2 separate regions of the Strix aluco genome follow, and region 1 is linked to region 2. A link is a contact called in public Hi-C data. All regions are on one chromosome and are shown on one strand. The core of a region is the stretch at or near the end of the contact, and the rest is flanking DNA. Distances in the headings are between cores, read along the strand shown. Region 1 holds the start of KRR1 (KRR1 small subunit processome component homolog). Region 2 holds the start of PHLDA1 (pleckstrin homology like domain family A member 1).

What was found. Hi-C and Micro-C count contacts between places; a contact is called where the count stands out from the background.
Region 1: a contact with region 2 is called in a Hi-C map of heart, with 9 times the contacts expected there. The contact joins the promoter of KRR1 here to the promoter of PHLDA1 in region 2. A contact is called at or near these places in 2 of 2 Hi-C or Micro-C datasets (brain and heart).

Annotation. Positions count from the first base shown.
Region 1 is chr5:46,238,444-46,243,444 of bStrAlu1.hap1, forward strand. It overlaps KRR1 (KRR1 small subunit processome component homolog), which reads left to right and starts at 3,659. Exons shown (of 10, transcript XM_074827208.1): 1 at 3,659-3,781; 2 at 4,338-4,513. The coding sequence starts at 3,697.
Region 2 is chr5:46,098,046-46,102,675 of bStrAlu1.hap1, forward strand. PHLDA1 (pleckstrin homology like domain family A member 1) reads left to right here and starts at 1,835. Exons shown (of 2, transcript XM_074827207.1): 1 at 1,835-2,440; 2 at 2,585-4,630. The coding sequence starts at 1,977. The coding sequence ends at 2,435.

The DNA of each region.
Region 1 (5,001 bases), core at 2,409-4,908, 140 kb after region 2:
TGTGGTTGTGCTGTTTCATTCCTTCGCTTTATTTTAACAGGAAAAAATGCTTGCACGTATATGCACACACAGAACTGACCCAGGTCCCCCCAAAGCCCAGCAATGGGTTCAGCAGGCATAGGAGTCTTGCTAGGCTGGGATCTGTATATTCAGACAACGGTCTTCAAAGGAGCCCTTTGCAGCTGGGTATCTCCATCCCATACTGGGCTGTTACAACAATGACGACGGTACACACTGCCAGTGAAAGCTGCTTGCAGAAAACACGTTGTCTCTTGGTGCTGGCAGAGCTGGGAGGGCACGCAGACCCCAGGAGCCAGGGCGGTTGAGGGCAGGGAATAGCAGCGGCATTGCATGCCACCGGCCCTGCAGTAGCTGTGCCCCACCACCACACTGGCACTCACTCTGCCCCTCCTGCCTAGGAGCTCAGGTGCCAAACCAGCAGGGGGGGGGGACCCCGCTCCTGCGGGGCCGCAGCATCCCCGTCACGGCACAGCCCAGCCGGAGTCACCTAGACACCAGCTGTCAGTCCCCCGGCCCTCAGCAGCCGCTGTTCCCCCGGCTAGCTGTCCTCACCCTGCCAGACGAGCGGTGGCTGGTTATTGCATTTGAGCAGTGACTAATAAAAATGATATAAACATGCTGTTGTCTGGAGCCTGAGAAGGCTGCCCGGAGGAGCAGAGTGGGTCTGTGGGAGCATCCTGTCCCGGCCAGGAATTAGGGAAGTGGCTTTCTCATATCCGACCAGACCACAGATCCCAAGGTAAGAGAAAAGATGAAAAAATACTGTCTCCTTCAAAGAATCAGACAGAAGAGGATATGAGGGACCTCCCTGAATCACAGCTTCCAAGTCTGTTAGCATGACTGCCTCCGTTTCCTATTATTTTTAGTGGACCTGTCTTGATTGGGCAAAGGTACACTTCAGTGTTGTGCTGCACCAGCGAGGGTTATCCATCCTTTGAATCAGAGAAGCTGGATGCCACAAGGTGTCAGTGTCTTGCCCCCTTACCCTGAGCAGCTCTTTCTTTCTCCAGCACAGAGGCTTGGGGAGCTCCATGACCCCCATGCAACAGCAGCTGGTGCAGGGGATGGGGTGCAAGAAATGAGCAGGCACATGAGTGCTCTGTCACTGCCTCTGCAGAGGCATGAGATGTATACCCAGAGCAGGCCTGAGAGGTCTGTAGGTTGATGAAAAAGGTGGTGTATCTCACCAGAGACCTTTCCTCTGACCTTGAAAACTGCTCATAGCCAGCACTACTACAAAGATCCTCGGCTGTGCCACCTCCTCGCCACACCTCTCCCTTGGGGTCCCTCTTCTCTCTCCCTGAAGCCTGTAATTTGTCTTCACACTCTTGACTCTCCATGGTCTGCAGCCTCTCTACTTCTCCCATCTCATCCCAGCCAGGATGCTGATTCCCACTGCCGAATGCTGCCAGCATGCCCCTTCCACAGCCCACTCCTGTGATTTTTTGGTGGGTTGCATCCTACTCATAGGAGGAGTCAGGCTATAAGCAAGTGCTGAACTAAACAAATTATCCTCCCTCAAACTCTTCCCAACTCTGCTTTGCTGCACTTCCACAACACTTGGCCAGTTTTCAGCAAGACATATGCCATGCACTTCATGCGCTACCTTCCCGAGAAGAAAACGCCTCCTCGAGCCCCCCCAGCCCTGCCGTCGCATCCACCGGGTGCCGCCCAGGCAGGACCCCCGTCCTGTGCTCAAAGGCTGCGCAGCACAGAGGGATACCAACCCAGAAGACTTCTGTGTCCAAGAGCTGAGAGAAGCAAATTTGCCACCCTGTGCTCGCCCAGGGGCACCTGCACCTTTCTGTCAGTCGCCTACAGCATCCACAGCCGGGTGCCAGGCGAGGCAGGAGCAGGGCCCCGGCCTCTCCACGCACGGCAGGGCTGCGCGGGCAGAGGGGAGCACGGTGCCCATGGCTTCCATCTCTCCCTATCTCCTCCCTCAAGCAGAAACCCCAGCCGGGGCTGCAGTTCCGTTTGGGATGCTCCACTCAGCGCGGCGGTCACTGCCATCTAGCGGGACCGGGGATGGGTAACCAACCACCCCAAACGGCCGGAGCGACCCACCAGCACCCCTCTGCTGCGGGGCCTCCCCGATTCCCCTTCCCGCTTTTTTCCCTTTTGTCCTCAGAGCAGAAGGTGAATACTCGATGTGCCATTTCGGAGCAGAGATGGTGCGCACCGCCAAGCCTCTCGCAGCCCCATCAAGGGACATTCTGTCCTTCGCGGGCCCAAGTGCTCCCACAGCGGCCTCCCTGTTCAAAGGATGTGGACAGAGAGAAATTAAAAAAAATGGCTAAAATCATGCATCAGCTCGATGGCAAACTTGCATGCGGAAGGGATCCTGGTGTCCTGTTCATTGTGGGAGATGGTGCTGGCGCAGGGCTGGGAGATGGAGCAGGCTAGGAAAGACAGCAGTCAGATTCAAAGAATAGTTTGGGTGGGTCAAAACTGATTTTTGAATTAATATTTTATTTATGTGTAGATCAGATGATAGGAATATCTTTCTCATCATGATGGTAATTAAACACCGTAGAGTGCAGGCTTTTATGAACAGGTCTGATGAACAGCAGCCAAGGACAACACCGTCCTGCCTCAGAAGTGCAGGTGTTCTAGCTCTTAAAGGTCTCTTCCAGTTTTTCACTCCATTGGCTTTTCATGGTGCCCATAGAAGAGAGTGAAGTAGGCACATTCTTGGTTTTTTTAGTGAAGAAAATGCTCAGTTACAGGTACAGAAAGGAGGAGGAAGGAGGATGCAGAGCATCCCCCAGAGAACCTTAGACTGGGTTATTCAGCTGAATAATTAGGTCTCATCAGGAACACATTCTCTTTAGTTATAAGCACTGAAGCACTTCAAGTATTTACCAATCTACTTCACTGTACATTTTGATGATGCTGGTTCTTTTTTCCTTTACATTGCATAGCAGCAATAGAAAATTCAAAGCTGAAGAACGTGGCTGGAAAAGATGTTTCACGTGCAAGAGGATGAAAGAAAGAAGACACTTGGTATATGCCTCTCACCTCAACTGCGGCATTAAATTTGAGCCCGTGGTTGCAATGGCACAGAGTCCAAGAAGGGCTGTGGAGCCACCCAGGGGAAGTGAGCAAGGTCTCCAGCAGCGTGAGCACCCAACCAGTCCCTGTCGGCTGGAGACAGACCGTGCTGTGTTACACCAGAGCCACTGTCGCCCAGGTGCAAACACACCTTGATATACAGTAACCCTGATGGAGAGCTGGGGGAACTTCCTCTGTTGGCAAGCAGCGAGGACTGTCAGGTAGCCCGCAGTCCCCGCCGCCCGAGGGCCACCGACCGCCACCCACGCAGCAGAGGCCGGCGCTGCCGCTCGCTGTCAGGCAGAGCAGGCACCCCTGCCTCTTCCCACCGGCTTTATTTTCCCTTTTTAACTCCCGGGGATGGACAACCCAGTAGGAGAAGGCGTATTGTTGTGAGCACAAGCAGTAAAGCCACTCTCAAGACCCGAGCAGCCACCGCTCAACCCGTCCGCCCAGCGCCGCCTCACACCGCCACCACCCGCTCCCCTCAGCCCCGCCGAGCCCCGAGACTGCGGCTCCCGGCGTGCACTGCGGCTCCCGGCGTGCACCGCGGCTCCCATCCCCTCCCCATCCGGCGCGCGGCGCTTCCGCCGCCGGGTGAGGGGTGGCGCGCGGGCGGACATGGCGGATCCTCCCCAGGCGGCCGAGGCTGGGCCAAGGCAAAATGAAAAGCAAAAAAACAAAAGCAAAAAGAAAGCGGCGACAGGTGGGAGCAGGGTGAGGGTCCGTGCAGGGCTGATAGCCGGCTCGCCGGGGAAGCCCTCGGGCTGAGGGTCTCCCCCTGGCCGCGGTCTGCTGCCCCGTCCCGGCAGTCCCTCCGGTTTCCGAAAACAGCCCGGGACTAAGGAGCTTGGCCGCGGGTTCGTGTAGGCGGAGAGGCAGCGTGGGGCAGGCGGGCTGCTTCCCGGCTGGCGGCGCTGGGGAGGATAGAGGCGGCGGTTGGGTGCGAGGGGCGCGGTGCCTTGTGGTGGGACCGTCCTCACGGTTCTCTGGTCGCTGCCTCAGCCTGTGTCTTGCTCTTGTGTAATATCCTATCCGCAACGCATATCTCAGTTGTGGAATTATTTTCTTTTTTAAAATAAATTACTTAAAGCAGTAATTTCTTTAAAGTCAGAAGAAATGCAAAACATTCAGCAGAGTATTAACAAAACTTTGTGTCCCTGCTTTCAGTTATTGTTTTGTTTGTACTTAAACGGGGAAGAGATGTAATAATCACTATTGAAAAAGGAGGAAAAAACAACTTTTTTTTTTACCTATAACAGTTGATGAATCTGAACTTCTCACCGTGCCAGATGGATGGAAAGAGCCAGCCTTTACGAGAGAGGATAATCCCAAAGGGCTGCTGGAAGAAAGCAGTTTTGCAACGTTATTCCCGAAGTATAGAGAAGCATACTTGAAAGAGTGCTGGCCACTTGTCCAGAAAGCCTTGAGTGAACATGTACAAATACTTAACAATTGCGATACTATGTTTTACCTTTTGGGAGATACAGGTCTTTCTTGAGCTTATAAAAACAGTGCAAGTTGCTTTTCTGATACTGTATTTGCATATATTTCTACTGTGCTTGCATTTAGAATTGGTAGTATCATTTTCTATTGGCATCAAAATAAGTGAAAGTCTGTGTAGCCAGACTTGCAGTTCTTTACAGATGCTGTCAGCAAAGCTCTCAGCAGCAGCGTCTTGTCATCCAGGCACTGACAACTTTGTTGCGCCTAAATTCAGGGAGAGGAGGGGGGTGGTGTTTGGGGCTGCGTGACACATATATTCCGTCTTTTTTATCTGTCTGTGTGTGAATTTCCTTAATCTGAAAGGCACTTAAGGAAATTTGGAAAATGGATCTGCATTCAGTATGTAGCATTCTATTTGTTACCTTCTTACTGCCAAAGATGAAAGATACAGGATTCTTAGAGATTGATTCACTATTTCTT
Region 2 (4,630 bases), core at 585-3,084:
GAGAATTATTAGAAATTAGTCATCTGTAGGTTTCGTTCAATGTCCTATGCCTTACATAAACTCAGTATTTTAATTAAGTTGTTTGGTATAGATGAATAAAGTTTAACCAGTTTATGGTTTAGTTTGACAGTTTCAAAGTTAAGTCTGCTCATGTAATGCACTTGATCAGGAGTGAAAAAGACACAGAACACATCAAGTGAGAAGGCAGAAGATTCTCTTACCTCACTGAAGCCATGTCTGAGGCTCCCTGTATGTGCATCAGCAGCTGAAGATGCAGATATTTGTGCTGGGGAATTTGGGTTCAAATGGCAATGAACTGCAGGTAGTGTTCAGATCTTTTGAAAATTAGTCTGTGCCTCTGTTCAAATAGGCATAAGATAGTTGTGAGAATGAACTGTATCTTACAGCATATATATTAGGCTCTGAGGAGAAGGGACTATTTTTAGATAAATGAATGTTTAAGATATTAATCTTTTTTCTGTTCAGTTTGTGGCTAGCAAGTTGCCTTTGTTACTGATTTGAGTGTCTTCCAGTTACCTCAGAAAAGATGAAACAGCCAAATAATTTTAATTGCTGTTATTACCTTAATTGTTTACCTCTCAACAGTTTATCAAAATTAACTTTGACCTTCAAGAGGAAAAGATTCTAAGAGGAAATCTTTTTAAAATGTTATCAGAGATAAACTCCATTAAAACTATCATTAATACTGAATGTGCTCCCACTGACCTATGCTACAGCATGACCTGCTTCCTAGCTGCCAAAATTACTGCGAGGAGGGCTTTTTTTTATGGCTATGTTAAATGCATGTTTAAAAAAACAGTGCTCTAAAACATAATATGAAACTTCCAGCCTTCAGTTTACATCGGCCTTGTCAGCCAAATTCAGTTCTGTGGGCTTTTGATTTACATCTAATACATCAAAAGACTTAAAAATGAAGAGTTTAATATTAGCCTTAGATCACTTATCTACTCAAATAAATGAATTCAAAAGCTAACTTCAGGGGGAGAATCCAAACAAATAATCTGCTTTGTTGCCACACATTTGCTTAACAAGAAAAATGGCCCTAGCGCTCTGCCAGTTCAGTGTTGTGGTTGTTTTTCCTAGTCTACTTTTAAAATTTCCAGGTACTGAGGTTCTAGTGTTTCCTTTGGGAAGTGATATGGGTACTTGCTTTTTTTTTTTTTTTTAGACATTACTCAAACTGCTGCAGAGAGTAAAGATGTATTTTATGTATGCAGTAGAAGCTGTTTCTACCCCGCACAGTCGGGAGCAGTGCGGAAGGGTGGGGATAAAGCTGTTACACGAGGTTGCGCGTGTCAGGCTCTCTCCTTTGTTTAATGGAGCGATGATCGTTTAAATACCAGGGTGTTGCTGAAAATTGGCACCGGTTTTATTGGACCTGAATCAGAAACATACTGAAGCGGGGGGCCTTTGCTGTTGCCCAGGGGGGAAGGCTGAGGAAATCTGCCCCAAACACAGGCGGCTGCGCTACCCCCGTGAAGGCGAGGGCGCGTTTCAATTGTTCCATTAACCATTGCTAGCACACACAGCGGGGAAGCCCTTCCCGCGCCGCTCCGCGGTCTGTCCTCGCCCTCCTCGGGAGGAGGGGCGGCCGCGCCGCCTCCCCGCTCCCCTCCGCGCCGCTCCGCGGCCGCGCCGTCGGGCTTCCCCGCTGCCGGCGGGAGGAGCCGCCCGCTCCGCGGGGTGTCACTCTGGGCCGGCGGGGGAAGGCGCCTTCAAAAGCGGAGGGGAGGGCGAAGCCGCCGCCACAGCCGCCGGCACCGGCAGCGCGCCCGCCGCAGCCCGCCACGCCGCGGCACGGGCGGCAGCCGCTCCGCTCCCCGCGGGCCGGGGCGCTCCCCGCCCTCCGCCTCGGAGCCGGCGCGGGGCGGCGAGTCCTCGGGTGGTGCCGGCTGCCCCCCGACCCCAGCCCCCGCGGGCCGCGGCTCCCGGCCCCGCCGGCCCATGCCGGGAGGATGCTGGAGAGCGGCTGCAAGGCGGTGAAGGAGGGCGTGCTGGAGAAGAGGAGCGACGGGCTCCTGCAGCTCTGGAAGAAGAAGCGCTGCATCCTCACCGAGGAGGGGCTGCTCCTCGCCCCCCCCAAGCAGCCGCCGCCGCCGCCGCCGCAGCAGCCGCCGCCGCTGCCGGCCGAGCCGGCGGCCAAGATCAAGGAGCTTCACTTCTCCAACATGAAGACAGTGGACTGCGTGGAGCGGAAGGGCAAGTACGTGTACTTCACGGTGGTGATGGCCGAGGGGAAGGAGATCGACTTTCGGTGCGCGCAGGAGCAGGGCTGGAACGCGGCGATCACGCTGCAGATGGTGCAGTACAAGAACCGCCAGGCCATCCTGGCCGTCCGCTCCACCCGCCAGAAGCAGCAGCACCTGGCGCAGCCCCACGGCCCGCGCCTCCGCACCGCCTCCAACTCCGCCTAGCGCAGGTAGGGACCCCCGCCCGCCCCGGGACCCGCCTCGGCCCTCCGGGCCCGCACCCGCTCCCGGCCCCGCGGGTGCCCCGGGCTTGGACCCTGCTGCCGGCCCCGCCGCTGCCCTCACCGGCCGCGCTCTGTCCCGTCTTGCTGCAGGTGAAGTTACCGGAGCGCTTCGGGGAAGCGGGACTGAGCGCGTTCGTCGCGGACAGACTTCGGTTGGTCAAAAACTGGGCAAGCGCCGGAGATGCAGGCAGCCTGGAGAGAAGCGGCTCGACCACCTGAACCCCAGCTAGCTGCTGCTGCCGCCGCTTTGCCGCCCTCGGTGCCGAGAAGCATTTCAGATATATTATTTATGAACCTTGGAAAGGATCCTTCGGTGTGATGGGACTTCTAGGAGACATGATGTACTGTAACTTTATTTTAATGTATTTTATTTTATTTATTAGGGTTGTTTGGTTTTTGTTTTGGTTTTGTTTTTTTTTAAAGGCTTTTTGCAAGACATTTCTGAATGTAGGCCGTATCCAAAAAGCAAAGGAAAAAACTGTATGTACATTATCTCCCTAAAGGAACTAAAAAGTTCTGGGTAGTTCGGCTGTGTGCAATTTGACAAAAGAGTTTTTCATGTTTACCTGAAATACCCTGTATTACGCTAACATGGAAAATGTGATGTATGGTTTGGAATTTGGCTGAAGCCCATACTGCATCTGAAAACTGTTCTCTCTGATGAGCATAACCATTACAGTCTGGGTTTTAAATGATTTTCTTTTAAAACATTATGCGTGGTGGAAGATGATCAAATTTATTCACACTCAGTTATTCAAAAAAGTAACGTTGATTGTCATTCTGAGATTAAAACCCATCTGTTCAATGTATGAGTGGAGGGGAACCCGACCAACTTCTTTTGTGATTCAGGAATCGCAGTTGGATTCCAGTTACTGGTTTGATGTGCTTGCTCCTGGGCTGGAGGGCGGGAGCCGAGAAGCATCTCTTCGTGTCCGAGTTCAGGGCTCCCTCTGCACGGTTGGTCTGTAAGCGGTCTGGGCTCTCAGCCTGTGTTGAATTTTCATGGCAGTTTTTAAATGTCTTGCATTAAAGTAGCCCCTAGTTTAAAACCCATTTTATGTATGTCTTAGTGTGCAAATGGATTACTTTGGTCACAGTTTTCATAAGCTGAAAGTTGCTCTCTAGCTGAGATAAACTAGATTAATTTTGGTGTTTAGCACTGTCAGATGTTGAGAGGGGCGTGCGATCTCGTCTCTAAAAACGTTGATGAAGCCATGAAGTTGGAAAACAAAGGGCTAATTGCACAGCTGGTGTGTCTTCCTCTGCCTCTTAAAAGTCAGTGGGAATTTGGCTGTTGATGCTGGCGAGAGCGGGTCGGAGCGGTGCACCCCGGTGCAGAGGAAGGAGCCAGGCGCGTGCGGGCCGGTGTGCTTTCTAGGACAGGGCCCTTCAGGCGATGGGCAGTTTCACGTTGTGTGCTGCTACAGCCCTAGTTCTCTGGTTTAAATTAAGTAGGGAGGTTGTAACCGAGACAAAGCAGTGTGGCCCGTTATCTCTGGTTCAAGATAGAAAGTTGCAGCCCCAGGGCTAGCTATTTTAACTAGTGTGGTGAGGAAAACGGCTTTTGACCCCTTTACAAGTAACGTGAACATAAACAAAATCTTTTAAAGCCACACATCCAGGACTTTCCAGTTTGTGTAACTGAGGTGTAGCTTGACTGTAAAAGCTCCACATTCTTGGTTCAAGCTGTTTCTGTTAAGCGTTTAAAGCAAAAGACTGAAGTGACATGCACAAGAAGATGTCAGAATTGGCTGCTGCACACGATGGTCCCTTGCTCTGCGCCATAAGCTTAAGCTCAGCCCTGTAAGGAATAAGTCAGGGTCTCTTTTAGCCTTCCTCTTTTGTTCCTTGCCCCCGGGTGTCGGGGTCACATACCTGGATGTGCAAAACATGCCATGGTGCAGAGTTAAAGCTTGGACCTCAGCAGTTCTCCATGGTTATTCCTGAGTGCTTCTTTCCGATCCTGGCCTCTGACAGGGTTGCATAACGAGCCTGAGGTGGTAGATTCCAGCTGTCCTAACAAAGTTATTACTTTGAGACTAATTGAAATCGAAGGTGCGCTGCATCTTCTAGGATTAGGTTCGCTGTCTTGGCAATCATAATAGCCAATTTCCACATCTCTGTACATCTGCCATT